Regions from separate parts of the Sus scrofa genome. Here region 2 is linked to region 1. Evidence: chromatin contacts called from public HiChIP or PLAC-seq data. All regions are on one chromosome and are shown on one strand. Each heading gives the region's core, a stretch centred on a gene start, on an enhancer-like site or on the middle of the called end of the contact. The rest is flanking DNA. Distances are from core to core; before and after follow the strand shown.

Region 1 (5,118 bases), core at 1,345-3,844:
TATCTGTGGGGATATCAACGGCATTTTTGGGAGAGAAGTTGACATTCTTTCTTGCTTTTAAATGACCCCAAATTTTTATTTTGGAAGAGAGAGAGTATTTACTACAGATAATTCATTACTTTACATTTACTACTTCTAACTTAATTAAGCACCTTAAACATTTTTAAAAAAAAACAAAGTATAGCTTGTGTGTATAAAAAGTTGATCAACAGAAACCCCACATAAATGGAACTGGGACACCAGAAGGAGGAGCTCTTAGGTTCAGCAGCTAGAGCCCAGCCCAACAGGAAGAAGCAAGCAAGACTGCTCTTTCCTGGCAAGGACTCAGCCAATGAAAGGCCATGGACTCTTTTTGTTTACAACTTCCTTTTCCTCTCTATAAAAGCATTTTCCTTTCCTTGTCAAGGACTTTACAAGTGGCTCATGGCTCACTATAGCTGTAGACTGTGAATTGCAATTCTCTGCTAATCCCAAATGAACGCATCTTTGTTGGAGAAATAGCTGGCAGTCAGCTTGTTTCAGGTCAACATGAGCATCACTGCACGTAGATAATTAAAATCCATGGTCTGAATAGCATTTAGGCTTATGAATATAAGGAAATTATACTCTTCATAGCAAAAAATTGTTATAAGTTTATTGTGTATAGTTTATTTATACTTTTTAAAGTATGTGCAAAGGACCACAGAGGAGAAGGAATGGCATTTTTTTTTCCCACACAATTGTTAGAAGATCAGCCCTTCACTGTGCCAGGAGGTTAGAAGTAAGCAGGATAAAAAGGTATAAATCATAAAGGACAGTATAATTCAAGTTAAAGAGTTTATACTTTACCTGAAGGCAAAAAAAGAGCAGTGAAATAGTTTTCACTACAATAGTATTTTCAGGTTTGGACAGAGTAAATTTAAGGTATCTGTGGAACATCCATGTGGAAATATTCAGTAAGTAGTTGAACATATATGGTAGCAAACTAAAGAAAACAGCTCTAGACTAGGAGTATAGATTGGAAGTCCAACAAACAGATAATGATTAAATACGGGGAAGTACAGGAAATCACCAACAAGTTTACAGAATAAGAAGGAAGTCAACTGGCTTTTAAGAGATGAGCAGAGGAAGAAGTTAGGTAATTTTTGCTTAATCAAAGCTTCTAAAATACCTGTCCTGTTCCAATACAAATTTCAAAATAGACTCCAACATTTTTAAACAACTCCGTATCTGCTCTAATTAATTCTCTAATCTTTTTCTTGCTGTTGATATCAAATTATCCTTTGATTTTTAATTGCAGCCACTATTTGTACCTTCTGCTCCTTTTTTCAAGCTACTGTTTTAGAATCTCTTTTCAATAGCTTTGCTACAAAGGGATTGTTTAATATCTATTTTATCCCCTTAGTTCTTCCCTTTTTTTTCATTTTGCCTGATTACTAGTATGTATTTGCAGTGGTTACCTTATTTTTAAAACCAAATGTATATTTTAGGGACTTTAAGTATTAAATTGGTATTTGTGGGCCAGTCTGTGACCTAACTGCTATTTATTACTCTTTGGAAAAGTGCATTCGAGTTTCAGTCACTTATTTCAAAGAAGATTTAAAAATTACATTTGGAGATGTAATCTGCTTTCAGTTAGGAGTCTGGCTATATCTGACAATGTACTTTCCTCTGGATCTTTATTTGGCCCAGTTTTTCATCATTTCTTAAAGTTTGATGATATGCTCTTATGCTATAGAATTTTTTTTTTCTTTTTAGGGCCACACCCACACAATATGGAAATTTCCAGGCTAGGGGTCAAATTGGAGCTGCAGCTGCTGGCCTATGCCACAGCCACAGCAACTCCAGATCCGAGCCACATCTGTGACCTACACAGCAGCTCACAGCAATGCCAGATCCTCAACCCAATGAGTGAGGACAGGGATTGAACCCACATTCTCATGGATAATAGTCAGGTTCTTAATCCACTGAGCCACAATAGGAACTCCTATGCTAAAGAAATTTTAAACTATTACTATTCTATATCTTTATACCAATATGAACTACTCAAAGGCACATGAAAGATTTTAGTTTCATGTCATAGCAACTACTACTAAATTAACTCCACAATTTAATAAGCACTTACCAGGCTGAAAATGGTATCTTATACCAGAGAAAGGAGGACCATTTCTAGACTGGAAAGTGAGCCCTTTGGAATTTGTTATTATTTTTTAAACCAAACCAATATAATTTAAAATTCTGTCTTAGACAAATGGTTAAGGCCTTTTGTTGATGCCTTAAGAATGAAAGATATTTCTAGTGGTTTTGTGAATTACCTTAAAGAGAGGATCTAATTAATCCTTTTCGTGATGTTTATATTAAATTGCCCTTTGCTGTGAAATCCAACTATTATTTGTACAATCTGGCCCTGTTTGCAAGCAATTGCTTTAGGATCATGTTATTTCAGTGGTTTTGCTATAAAGAAACTACTTCATTTTTTATTCCTGCATTCGTAGAAACAACAGTTTCCTGGTCACCCTGAGCTGTGTTTCATCACTGGCTGCTGTGACTCAGTGTGCCCTTGAAGCACTTCGTCTGTCAGCTGGTCTGTGAGCCCCTCTTTTAGACCAAGGTGCAGCAGCTGTTTGGACAGCCTTCTGTCATCTATTTTCAATCATGTTACACAGCATTCCACATAGCTCCAAGGATGATAAACTGGCTGGACTCCAGGGCGTGCACTGTAATCCTGCCTTGTCACTTAATGTTAAGTGTGTCTCACAGCGGACACGGATGAAACTGCTGAAGAAATCAGATATCATCTTTAGCAGAGCCAAACCTCACTTTCATATGCAGGGTTAAGTTCTGTTTTGATCAACTTCGAGGCAAATGCTAATGCTGTTTCAGAAAACTGCATTATTACTTAATGTTTGACATCTTTTCCATTCAGCAGTCCATTCTCTCTCTCTCTCTCTCTTTTTTTTCTGTATTTTTGTGTCTTTAGGGCTGCACCGGCAGCATATGGAAGTTCCCAGGCTAGGGGTCTAATTGGAGCTGTAGCCACCGGCCTACACCACAGCCATAGCAGTGCACGATCCAAGCTGTGACTTACACCACAAATCACAGCAACGCTGGATCCTTAACCCACTGAGTGAGCCCAGGGATCAAACCCCCTTTCTCATGGATGCTAGTCAGATTCGTTAACCGCTGAGCCATGACAGGAACTCCTCCACTCTCTCTTATGCTTTGGATTCCTGAGGTATATTTACTGATCTGCATTTGGGGTGATATCTGAACCCTGAAAACAAACTGAATTTAACTAGTATGTGATCTTATCCACGAATTCTGCTCCATGAGCCAATATGGTTATTCTATATCAAAAATGTATAGATCTGACCTTTTAGGGTTGTTTAAAAAAAACTATTCCCAAGATTGTAGTCTGTTTACCTGCCAGTCTGACAACTTTATCTGCCAAGACTGGTTTCTGCCTGTCTTGACAGGAACAGGGACTTAAAAATCTTTGCTAATTAAGACCTGCTAATAGGAAACCAGTACAAACATCTCAAAGTACTAAAAAGAAAGAAATCATGTCAATCAATATATTACTTCAATCTACAAACTACAACCCAGAGAGATGCCACAATCACAGACTTTACTGGTTGTAGAACTGTGGCTTGATATTGGTTACTATTTAGCCAGTACTTATCCATTACATTAGGAATAGTACTAAAAACAACTGAACAAAAAAAGTCTTGCCTTTTAATTAATGAAGTCCACAAAACTTTTTGAAAGTGCTCCTTACCTAAAGCAAAATTATCCAATTTGAATTTTACTACATCTTATCTGTACTTTGTTGAGACAGAATAAGCTATTTTCTAGCACAAGCTATCAGCCAGAAGAAAACCAAGGGCAAGAACATCCACGAATTGTAGCTGCCTGCCCTGAATATTTGAGACTCTATCCTTGAATGATTCCCACCTTTAGGTCAACATCGACATTTTTGCAAATTGATCCATTCAGTTTCTAAGTATTTCTCATTGGTAACTTTCTATTAGATAAAAACAGTCCATTAAAAGATGCTGCCATAATCATTTCATTAATTAACTGCAGAATATGCGTTAGGAATCACAATCTAAAATAGTTACTTAAAGAAAAACAAAACAAACTTTTGTCTCTCCAGATATTAAATTCTTTAATAAACAGCAGATGATCTAAACCAATTTTCCCAAATCATTTAGGTTTTATATTAATGAAGTTTTTAGTATGTATTTGCATGATTATTACTGAAGTCACAAAACGGTTAAATTCTGTAGTGGAAAATATGGCTTGAATGGGGAACTAAACAATTTTAAAAGGAAAAGACTTATCTTTTGTGTTAAAGTTTGTAAGAGAGCACATCTTTCCTTGATTTGGTGTGTAGGTGTACAGCGTGAGGTTTGATCTAAGCCTTCTTTAAATGAGGATGCCTTTAAATCAAGGATCAGGATGATCCAACTTTAATCTTGACTCTGGTAATCAATTTATCTAGCACGTTCACTCTAGTGAACAGAAGATCAAACATGTACTGAGAGCCTATTATGTGCCATTTAATCTTTCTGTACCCCTTTTATTTATTTATTTATTTATTTTTGCCTTTTTAGGGCTGCACCTGTGGCATATGGAAGTTCCCAGGCTAGGGGTCGAATTGGAGCTGCAGCTGCCAGTCTATACCACAGCCACAGCAACGTGGGATCTGAGCTGTGTCTGGAACCTACACCACAGTGCATGGCAACACCAGATCCTTAACCCACTGAGTGAGGACAGGGATTGAACCTGCATCCTCATAGATGCTAGTTGGGTTCTTTACTGCTGAGCCATGAAGGGAACTCCTAATGCTTCTGTAGTTTAGTACAATTATTTGTAAAATGGATTAAATGACCCCCTCCCTCCAGACCTTTCCTGGTTGTAAAAGAATGATTTCCTAAAGTATCTTGGGAGCTCTGGTTGGATTCAGAGAAGTGTTATTCTGGTCAGCAAGACCTTAAAAATAATGGTGCTACTGGAGCTAATAAGAGAGCTCACTCCTTTAAAAGTCACATAAGTTTGTTACAATTATACTGAAAAACCCTGGTGAGGAGTTCCAGTTACGACTCAGCAGTAATGAACCTGACTAGTATCCATAAC
Region 2 (5,722 bases), core at 2,883-5,382, 180 kb before region 1:
ACAAACACACTTGACCCTTCTATGTTACCTACTCTCAGATATACAGAGAAGACGTTTTATTTTTTATAAAATATCCAGATCCACAGGGAGAAAGAAAAAGCCAACTTATGAATAGGCCATGTCTATGTATTTCTACCATAAAAACAAAGACCTGACCTGTTATCTAACATGATTCCTTAGGACATATGTTATTGGAGTCCTGAGACATGAAACATCAGATACAGTGTGTTACAACTTTTTCAAAGGATTTTTAGCAGAAAATAAATCATATAGGAACAAAACATATTTCATTATTTTGCTTCTCAATTTTTCAAGTAGATATTAAAATACTTACACATTAGACTATTAAAATTTAAAAAGTGCCAGTTTTGAGCACAGGATACATTCATATATACTCATATATATTGATATATTCACAAATATGAATATGAAAATGTAATATTCAGTAAGACATAAAACAATTCCTGCTTTATAAATAGATACCTGAATTATAACATTAAAATGTATGTCTAGGAGTTCCCATCCTGGTGCAGTGGAAACAAATCTGACTAGGAACCATGAGGTTGTGGGTTCGATCTCTGGCCTTACTCAGTGGGTTAAGGATCCGGCATTGCTGTAACCTGTGGGGTAGGTCGCAGACACGGCCTGGATCTTGTATTGCTGTGGCTGTGGTGTAGGCCAGCAGCAACAGCTGTGATTAGATCCCTAGCCTGGGAACCTCCATGTGCTGTGGTCTGGCCCTAGAAAGACAAATAAAAAAAAAAAAAAGTATGTCTGTACTGAAAAAGAAATACAGTATTAAAAAACTTGGTATAAGTCCTTTACCTCCTTGGTCAGGTGTATTCCCAGGTATTTGATTTTTGGGGGAGCAATTTTAAAAAGTATTGTATTTTTATATTCCTTTTCTAATATTTCATTGTTAGTATACAGAAATGCGACTGATTTCTGAATGTTAATCTTATACCCTGCTACTTTGCTGAATTTGTTGATCAGTTCAAATAGTTTTTGGGTTGAGTCCTTAGGGTTTTCTATATGTAGTGTCATGTCATCTGCATACAGTGACAGTTTTACCTCCTCTCTTGCTATTTGGATGCCTTTTATTTCTTTTGTTTGTCTGATTGCTGTGGCTAGGACTTTCAATACCATGTTGAGTAACAGTGGTGAGAGTGGACATCCTTGCCTTGTCCAGATTTTAGTGGGAAGGGTTTCAGCTTTTCTCCATTGGATATTATATTTGCTGTGTGTTTGTCATAAATGGCTTTGATTACGTTATGTCCCCTTTATACCCAACTTTGGTAAGAGTTTTTATTATGAATGGACGTTGGACTTTGTCAAATGCTTTCTCTGCATCTATGTTGGTGGGAATGTAAGCTGGTACAACTACTATGGAGAACAGTATGGAGATACCTTGGGAATCTATAGATAGAACTACCACATGACACAGCAATCCCACTCTTGGCCATATATCCAGACAAAACTTTCCTTAAAAAAGACACATGCACCTGCATGTTCCTTGCAGCTCTATTCACAAGAGCCAAGACAATGGAAACAACCCAAATGTCCATCGACAGATGACTGGATTAGGAAGATGTGGTATAATACACAATGGAATATTACTTAGCCATAAAAAAGAACGAAATAATGCCATTTGCAGCAATATGGATGGTACTAGAGACTCTCATACTGAGTGAAGTAAGTCAGAAAGAGAAAGACAAATACCATATGATATTGCTTATATCTGGAATCTTATATAAGGCACAAATGAACCTTTCCACAGAAAAGAAAATCATGGACTTGGAGAATAGACTTGTGTTGTCAAGGGGGAGGGGGAGGGAGAGGGAGTGGGGTGGTTTGGGAGCTTGGGGTTAATAGATACAAATTATTGCCTTTGGAAGGGATTAGCAATGAGATTCTGCTGTGTAGTGCTTGGAACTATGTCTAGTCACTTGTGATGGAGCATGATAATGTGTGAAAATACAATGTGTACATGTATGTGTAACTGGGTCACCATGCTGTACAGTAGAAAAAAATTGTATTGGGGAAATAACTATTAAAAAATAATAATAATATAAAAAAAAAGAAAAAAAAAACTTGGGGATATACCAGAGATTTACTATGGTTCTCTTTTCAGCCATGTAGGTATTATTCCTACATAAAGTTCCTCTAAACAGATATTTTCTCAGAGAAATAACGTAATAGGGAAGAACAAATCTCACTCCATTCAGATCTCTTCTTTTCCTGTGCTTAGTCATGTTGGTTCTGTACCTTTTGTAAAAGAATGTTGCCCATAGCCTGAAATATACATGACAGTCATTCTCAGGGCTCTGACCTTTGAAAATCCACTCATATAGAGATATAAAAAGTTGCAGAACAGAGAACAACGTCTGTTTTACTGGAGGTTTACAGGAACACAGTGACCTGACCTATGCAGACAGCTACAAGAACAATGGATTCTGACGCCAAGAAGTTTGCACCAACCAATCACACCCCTGCCTTACCTGGCCTTTTAAAGTGCTTTGCTGAAAACACTTGGAGGAGTTTGGGTTTTGGGGGCATAAGCAACCTGTTCTCCTGATTAGCCCTTTAATAAACCTTTTGTGTGTTGGGCACATAAGCTTGCATTTGGTAACAATAATGTTATCATTAGAGGCTAAATATCCAACTAAAGACTTGGCATCAGATACAATGACAATGTTATACAAACAAACATGCTGTATGTAGATTTAGCAAAAGAGGCATAAACATATTAATTAGATAAGAAAATCAATGTACTAAAAATTGTTCAGCGATTCAGCACTTGAAAGTACAACTAGTACCTGACTGATTTAAAACTAGTATACTAAGTTTTATGAACATTGCATATTTCATGAAAAATTTGCTTTGCTTTTTTTATTAGCATGCAGGTGGATTCTGGAAGAAGTGAGTGGAATAGCTTATCTAGGAGTATGAAAAGTTAGACACGAGTCTAGCTACAAAATGATGATGCTCCTGAGGCAGGGGAGGCATCCAGATCATGCCATTGCCCTTTACATGACATATTTGGGTGCTTTAATTTTAGTTTTTGTTTTTGCCACACGTGTAGCATATGCAAGTTCCTGGGCCAGGGGCTAGGGACTGAAGCTGAGCTGCAGCTGCAACCTGCCCCATAGTTGCAGCAATGCCAGATCCTTAACCCACTGCGCTGGGCTAGGGACTGAACTGGTGCCTTCACAGTGACCCAAACAGCTGCGGTTAGATTCTTAATCCACTGTGCCACAGAAGGAACTCCTGGATACATTAGTTTTTAAAGGTTCTGAGTCTGAGAGTTTAGGCAAAGGGAGCTCATGGAATCTCATCTTGTCGAGTAGGTTTTCGGTAGGTATTTGATAATGATGACACAGCAATCAGAGTTATCTGTGAGCCTCTGCTCTCACCAGCAGTTCTCTCTGACACCTACTGCTGCCCTGGCTCATTCTTCAGAGTGCTGGAAAATGCTGTATGAATCAAAATGTGTGGCTAAGCTTGTTGGAAAAGAGCAAAGGATGAAGGCAACAGAGAAATAAAAATAAGACTTAGCCCCAAATATGGTCTATTTAGAGTAATAGGAGAGAAAGGATGGGTGCGTTATTTCTAAATTATTAATCAGTCTTTGGTTTAGTTAACAGCTTTCGAGATACTTGCAAACTTTTCCCCTTCAGAGTAACACCTCGGTCTACAAAATCTAATTTCTAAAACTGGTAAATTTGGTGGTGGCAGTTGCTTTGAAAAATTTCCACAGGTTTCTACCAAATGTGCATTTAAACAGTAATTTGATTACCAAAGTTTGATTTTTTTCTTTGTCCTAACAGATTGCCTAAGCAAATTTATCTACTGGAGGGATTTAATTTTTTCTGGCAGTGTTCTTGACAGGTACTAATTCAGCTTTTGTCTTTGAACACTCCCAGTAGAGGAAGTCCAGTGTCAGAGTTACAGCTATTATTCAAAGGCAGACAGTCCAGCCATGGGTCAGATTTTCATCACACAGAGCTGAAATCTGCTTCCTTGGAACCAATACCCTCCTGCTTCTATTTTTGTCCTATCCAGCCATCCAGGATCAAGTCTAACCCCAACCCACACCAGTTTCTGAAACATCAGAGGACAGATATCACATTTCTCCTAAGTCCTGTTTTCCTAGTAAACATCTCCAGGGTAGCTATGTATAATTCAGTGGAAAGGACATAGTCCCTGGAGGCCGAGTTCAGTAGATTCCTGATTGGGTATTATTAGAAAACTTCTCTAAGCCTCCTCTAAGTTTCCTCTTCTGTGAAAGGGAACATCCCAGCCTTACCAGGGTGTTATGGAGGAGAGATGGGTTGGCACAGGGGGTGCCCAACACAGTGCTTGACCCAGTGAAGAAACTCAAGAATGCTAATAACTCTTTCCTTCCCCATCTTATTCCTGTTTGTCCTTCTGAAAACAAAGAGCTCAGAAGTGGATGAGGCTCCCCAGATACTGTACGACTGGTCCACAGCTGCAGACTTTGCCTGCAAATATCTCCCTAAGGCTTCAAGAACTTCAAGCTCTCATAGCATTTTACTGAGAAAAAATTGTTTATATGAAATTAAACGCATTGTTTATATGAAAATAAAGCAACACTCTTTTTCCTATCTTGTATCATGATTTCTTTTTGATCTTTCATAAAATACTACACATTAAGCTGCTGAAATTCCATCTTGTTTATTCTGGCCCATCTTCAAGTTCATTAAGGTGGCCTTTTTATTTATTTGTTTGTTTGTTTGTTTGTTTATTTTTGTCTTTTTGCTATTTCTTTGGGCCGCTCCCATGGCATATGGAGGTTCCCAGGCTAGGGGTTGAATCGGAGCTGTAGCCACCGGCCTACGCCAGAGCCATAGCAACGTGGGATCCGAGCTGCGTCTGCAACCTACACCACAGCTCATGGCAACACTGGATCCTTAACCCACTGAGCAAGGGCAGGGATCGAACCCTCAACCTCATGGTTCCTAGTCGGACTCGTTAACCACTGCGCCACGATGAGAACTCCAAGGTGGCCTTTTTAGAAACAGAATTCTTTTTTCTAACCTATCCATTTTCTCTTCTAGCTTGCTTTAATCTCCACAATGCTGTCATGAAGAACCTGGGTGAGCCCACACATTTTCCGAGGAAGATGTTTCATAGAACAGACAAGACCAGGCTTATAAGCAGCACAACTGCCTGGTCTGAGGGGCTGACAGAGGAAGGTCCTCATGTCACCAGCAGTGCAACACGTACCCCAGGTGATGGATGGTCTGGTCCAAAGTAGTAGGAAAAATATGAGGTTCCCACCCAGTAAAAGGAGAAAATAAGGATTAGTTAGTTATACTGTGGTTTCATCACTGAAAACTGACCAAACACAACCCTGGGTGCTGCCAGCCCTATCCACTTGGGGTAAAACATATTGTATAATGTTAATAAGAAACATGGGCTTTGGGGCTAGGTTTCCTGGGTTTAATTCTGAAACTTTGATTTGCAGGCCCTCTTATGATGGGTAAGTTACTCAGTTCCTCTGTGCATTGGTTTCCTATTTGGTTATTACTTTTTGCTTTGATACAAAAACAATATCCAAGCATCAATGGAAAGGAAGAAAGAAAGGAATAGAGAGGAAAATAAGAGGGGATGTGGGAGCGGGGGAGGGAAGCACAGGCAGTCATGCCGAAGGTCTAGGCTGAGTTCTGATTTTTAAACTCTTTACTCTGGCTGACAACTG

Evidence for each region. HiChIP or PLAC-seq counts read pairs in DNA pulled down with a chosen protein or histone mark.
Region 2: a contact with region 1 is called in an H3K27ac HiChIP or PLAC-seq map of skeletal muscle. The contact joins two enhancer-like sites. A contact is called at or near these places in 1 of 47 Hi-C or Micro-C datasets (skeletal muscle) and 2 of 2 datasets of contacts at active chromatin or transcription factors (alveolar macrophages and skeletal muscle).

Annotation. Positions count from the first base shown.
Region 1 is chr13:10,111,652-10,116,769 of Sscrofa11.1, reverse strand. All of the region lies in intron 2 of UBE2E2 (UB2E2), which reads right to left. Among named protein-coding and RNA genes, the nearest start is that of UBE2E2, 110 kb to the right of the region's middle. Within about 2 kb of position 2,594, at least 4 of the 83 cell types and tissues checked have an H3K27ac peak or open chromatin away from gene starts, as enhancers often do. A contact at or near this core is called in skeletal muscle, where this site is marked.
Region 2 is chr13:10,290,306-10,296,027 of Sscrofa11.1, reverse strand. All of the region lies in intron 3 of UBE2E2 (UB2E2), which reads right to left. Among named protein-coding and RNA genes, the nearest start is that of UBE2E2, 290 kb to the right of the region's middle. Within about 2 kb of position 4,132, at least 3 of the 83 cell types and tissues checked have an H3K27ac peak or open chromatin away from gene starts, as enhancers often do. A contact at or near this core is called in skeletal muscle, where this site is marked.